Linked DNA regions of Arabidopsis thaliana: region 2 is linked to region 1. The links are chromatin contacts, called in public capture Hi-C maps. All regions are on one chromosome and are shown on one strand. Each heading gives the region's core, a stretch centred on a gene start, on an enhancer-like site or on the middle of the called end of the contact. The rest is flanking DNA. Distances are from core to core; before and after follow the strand shown. Region 1 holds the start of AT2G26800 (Aldolase superfamily protein). Region 2 holds the start of AT2G27420 (Cysteine proteinases superfamily protein).

Evidence for each region. Capture Hi-C pulls out chosen DNA fragments and counts their contacts.
Region 2: a contact with region 1 is called in a capture Hi-C map of seedling, with 2.3 times the contacts expected there. The contact joins the promoter of AT2G27420 here to the promoter of AT2G26800 in region 1.

Annotation. Positions count from the first base shown.
Region 1 is chr2:11,431,412-11,434,111 of TAIR10.1, forward strand. AT2G26800 (Aldolase superfamily protein) reads right to left here and starts at 1,386. Exons shown (of 9, transcript NM_179756.4): 1 at 1,157-1,386; 2 at 611-791; 3 at 313-520; 4 at 1-123. The coding sequence starts at 774. AT2G26810 (Putative methyltransferase family protein) reads right to left here. Exons shown (of 7, transcript NM_001336088.1): 7 at 2,251-2,633.
Region 2 is chr2:11,726,365-11,729,064 of TAIR10.1, forward strand. It overlaps AT2G27420 (Cysteine proteinases superfamily protein), which reads right to left and starts at 1,290. Exons shown (of 2, transcript NM_128302.3): 1 at 708-1,290; 2 at 1-545. The coding sequence starts at 1,155.

The DNA.
Region 1 (2,700 bases), core at 136-2,635:
AGAAACTAATCTCTGAATTAGTTCCACCTTTACAGATGTGGGTACTATATTTTTCTCATTCTGCAGGCCATCTCTTGGACCAACTTCTACAATCTTCACAAACTTTGGTATACCTTTAGAGATCTAAATTCCAAACAGAAAAAAAACAGAATAAGAGAGAAAAAAAAATGGTGGTTGTAGTGGGAAATTTTAAACAGAAATGAAAAAGATGAATCATTATACAAAACTATCCTACATAGACGGGGAACGAGGTATCTGTGGATATGTTTTATATAGAGGTCAAAAACTACTTTCCTCCATCGAGACAATTACCTTATTACTTATATGCGACGTGCCATTCTCATTGCTAAATGTGCTATACTTCTGCTCCTTAAAACTTTTGGATTCCCTTAAAGTCCCAGAAACAGTAGAAGTCCTTCCAGCAAACGAAATATTCCTAAACATATGCTCTCCTTCAGATAATTTCCGAGTATGCCTTCTCCACGGGAATGACTCTTTAGCAAAGCTTTTATCATCATCACTGTAAGTTAACATACATTTCAAGAGCATAAGAAACAAAAAGTTGTCATATGAAAGGAAAACAAAGATTGATATATATTTTCAAACTCACATGCAACTGTTAGAGGTAGTGCAATCTCTTCCTTCAATCCAACGGTGTCCCATACCGACATCATCCCTGGGGCGACAAGCACCGGAAGAAAATCTCTGAATCCTATCCATAGTGCTCATACTTGGCAACTTGTCAAAGCTTAGCGGCTCCTCCAAACTCGACATGGTGAAAAAATGTGAGACTGGAATAGAAGGATGATGCAAATGAGTGTTGTTTGTTAATCTCTTGCACCATATAGAATGGGCTCGTCTCACCCCATTCCATTGCATTTTTCAGCAATAGTTTGAGTTCTCTGGAGAAAATGGTCAGGTCCATTGCTCAAAAAATATGTTCAAATATACCACAAATTATCATTCAAATTCCAAAATCGATTCTCTACTAATTATCCGGAAAATCAATAAATTCAACATGAATTTCACAAAATTAGGAAAAATGTTCTCCGATTAGAACAGAATCGTGCTGCAAAAATCATCGCTCTTTGTGATCAGCCCTAACATTCTATTGAATTCGATCAGCGTAAGAGATAACGAAGAGTCTGAAATTTACCGTGATTAATTCCTCCGGAGGTTTAATTCCGATGAAGAATCTCAGGCAATGAGATTCGTCGTTTTTCCGGTGACGTGAAGAAGACGGAGAATGAAGAAGGGACGCGTCAAGTTTATCTCCACTAATTCTGGTTGGGAGGGGTCCTTTTGGAGTTGGAAGATGACCAACATTTAATTTAGACCTCAATCAATTTATAACATGTTTTTTTTCTTTCCTTCTTTACTGATTGGACAACAAATTTTTAATTGAGTAAACTGTATAGTGTAACTTAAGTTATTATATGGTGGAAATTTATTTGAATAAAATTGACCCTAACCAAGTGGTGTGTGGTAGTCCTTGTTTTAAATAAATAATATTGGTTTAAACTTTAAATACTAAAATGAGTAAAAAAAAAAGCCTATATTTCTTGTTACGAAAAAATAGATCGTGTATTTTTTTGTGGGAATAGAAATTATGTGGTGTATTTTTATTAAATACTTTCCCCAAAAATAAATAACATGGTTATTTTATTTTATGATATTAAACGATTTGTTAAAACATTAGTAAAATATATCTTTTACGTACTTACGATATTACTATAGTAGTAAAACTTTGCAAACTTAAGTCCCAATATCTTTTTTTTTCGAATATCAACTAAAGTCCCAATATCTTCAGTCTGCACCTACCTAAATGACACTTTCAGATAAAATAAGACTGAAAAATAATGTAAGAGATAAATAAAATAAGACTGAAAATAATATGGAAGATACAATAAGACTGAAAATAATATGGAAGATAAAAAAGACTGAAAATGACAAAGAAGATAAAATAAGACTGAAAATACTGTAGAATATAAAACAAGACTGAAAAATAATAGGGAAAATAAAATAAGACTGAAAAATGATTTAGAATATAAAATAAGAATGAAAATACCGACAAAAGAAAAATAAGAATGAAAATAATATAGAAGATATAATAAGACTGAAAAATAATGTAAAAGATAAAAAAAAAAAACTGAAAAATAATATAGAAGATAAAATAAGACTGAAAAATATTTACTTTTAAAGTCACGCAGGATAAAGATGATCCATTGATGTGGAAAACAAAAAGAATGATATACATGAAAACTGATAAGTAGGTGAAGTCAAGAAATTGGACATGACAACTATCATAAAGGAGATATGATAGTTGCAACAGTTTTTCAGCTAACAATGTGGATTCACTTCAAAGCATCCACAAATGTCATTGTATACTTTTTGAACTGTAACTTTAGTAAACGTTTCACCAAAAATGTATGCATCTAAATAACATAAAAATAATGTTACAAAATTCTGAGGTATCAAAGGAACTAAGTTACTCGAACACAATTCCTCTCTTCTTTTGAAGTGTGATTTCATATATGACCCCTTCCAAGTTTCCTACGGTACACCGAGTCCCAGAAACTTCATTCATCAGCATCCCGTGCTGAGCGCCTTCTCTCAAGATTGCAGAATCCATCCTGAAATAACGTTTCAGATAGTTTATTCTCTGACTCGTATGAAACTTGCAGTTATACTTATATGAGA
Region 2 (2,700 bases), core at 40-2,539, 290 kb after region 1:
ATCCACGTCTCTCTTGATCCTCATGTAACCATTTTCTCCCCAAGTTTCCCCCCAAGAATTCTTCACCACCCAATACTTAGTCCCTTCTTCACTCATTCCATAACCAACAATTGTAACCGCATGATGCAAATCCGTCCCACATTCTCCGTTGAATACCCCTCCCGAGTAGTGCCTAAACGCGGCCCCTGTCCCTTCTATCCCCACAGAAACAGGCTGTTGAGACACTGCTTGTAGCAACGCTTCCTCATTATTCATTGGAACGGTCTCATATCCGCTGATTGTGGCTGCACGAAAAGACGATGATAGGGTAGTTGATGAACTACAAGTTTGTTGTGATTCTTGGTATGGATAGTTATCCTCAGTAGTGATGCCTTGGTTTTTGATTATGTACTCGAAAGCTTTCGACATTATCCCTCCACGACATCCTTGATTGTAGTCTCTGTCGCAGTCTAAGAGTTGTTGCTCCGATAGCGATACAAGCTCGCCTTTAGTAATCTTTGTAATGCCTTCCACTGCCGCCACCGCGGAAAACGCCCAGCATCCTCCTATTCCGTTTTCAAAAAATTCATGTTTAAAACAATGTATCTCTCTATTCTTTTGTTTTTTGTTAAGGAACAAAAATTAAAATCCAAAAAAAAAGAATCAACATAGTGACGTCAAGCCCAAATAATGCAGATTGTTATAAAAAACAAAGCTTAAATAATTACCACATCGGCCTTGATACTTAACGGGTGTAACAGCCCCCTCTTGTCTCCAATCCATGCTCTCGCCATTATCACTAACATTACCATATCTAAACGGCACCGTGTTTTTGCCCGAAGACAGAGTTGAAATTCTGGTTATAGCCTCGGGCACAACTAGTCCAGTGTGTGTCGCCCGAAATTCTTCGTCCGTAAGATCAGAGAACTCGTTGATATCAACCTTGTACGTGATTTTATTATTCATGTTGAAGTTCTGGACGAACTCCAAATTCTTCTTGAAGATATTAAACCGATTTCTTTTCTCGGTTTCGTCAGAGTAAACGCGATTGAATCGAGCCATCCATTGCTCATGTTTCTCAATGGCAGAAGCTTCAAAAAGGCTACCACGAGATGTAGCTAGCGAAGTTCTGTAACTTAAAAAAATAGTTAGAATGAAGATGATAGTTGACGCCATTCCCTATAGGTAATATGTATGGGCACAATTTAAAAATAGTATCAATAAAAATACTCTTATAATACAAATGTTTTGGTTTTTGTTACTTGGTTTGCCAAGAAGCGGGTATGCCAAAATGGTCTTATATAAGAAATTGTGAGTGAAGTGTGTGGTGCGATGTTGAGTGTGTGGTTTAAATATACTAAGGAAGTGGGACCAAATGACATGGGAAAAAACAAATTGCAACATTATTGATGTTAGATTCTATTTGCCAGTTTTTATATGCTTCAGCCTTCACTCAAAGTTAATGGTCAAGTTTTAACTCGGTGAGAATTCGTTTGTATTGGCTGGTTAAAGTTTGGGAGGTTCGCATGATATACCGTTTTGAAAACTAAGCTTATGGTACAAAGCCATTCTTGATTTTTTTTTTTTTTGCTTTGGTTTTGTGGTCTATATTTATCTCTCTACCTGTGCCTTGCTCGAACATTGTACACGTCACACGTTGTACTCTTAGTGCATTCGCAGACCACACGAGCCAAGGCAGCAATTGTTAAAATATAAAATCAGGTAGAAGCAAAGGAAATCACAAATATTAAAAAGCGAATATGTATTGGTTCCAAACAAATAAATGTATTTTAAATTATCTAAATACGCTGGTCTCACAAATCTTATCTCCCTAAATAGTCGAGATGAGTGTGTGAGTGTCCACGAATAATTCATATTATACGATCTTCGAATAGAACCAAAACAATCGGAAATAATACAGAGATTGGTATCAAATTCTAGCAAATAATTGGACGAGTAATTTTTGTTTACTTTTTGTGTTCTTTTTATTCATTTTTTTCGTTTCTGCGTCAACGAGGCTTTCTTTTTAGTATTTGACCAAGTTGGTCTATTCTATTTTATTAGTATTCCGTTATACCATGCCTTCGACAACGTGAACAAGCAAACAACAATATTTCGTAATCGAATCAATATAAATTGTGAAATTGAATTTTTTCATAGAAAATAATTTAAAAATCCATTTTTGCTTTTGCTGTTGTGTCTGGTCAAATCCTATCATGTAACTCCATAATGCAATAACTGATTTTTTCAAGTGGCTCTACTCTCTTACAATTACAACTTGCAAAGTTATTGTTATGTAGATAATGTTATTGCTGTAAATGGTTGAAGTAACTCCCTAAGGCAAGTGGCCCTTGTCTCGAATCTCGGCATTAAGGCTTTAAATTCTTTTGATTGATTTTTAAGTTTTTGCTTTGTTAATTTTGGCTGTTTCACAAATAGCGCAAAAGAAAAAAAAAGCAAAAGAAAAAATTCTACCCATTCCCACCAAAATTTAGCCAATCAGAATAATAATAGCTGAAAATATTTTTCAACTCATTTACTCTTAAAATAGGGAAAAAGTCAAAAACAATAAAACGAAACGTTTCACCTACTTTTAAAACATGAGAAAAAATTTCGCGCTAACTTTACTTTTTTACTTGTCAACTTTTTTTAACTCTATATATCTACACACCAATCACAACCTTCATGTTCTACTATTTCACGTATCATTGGGAATTATGA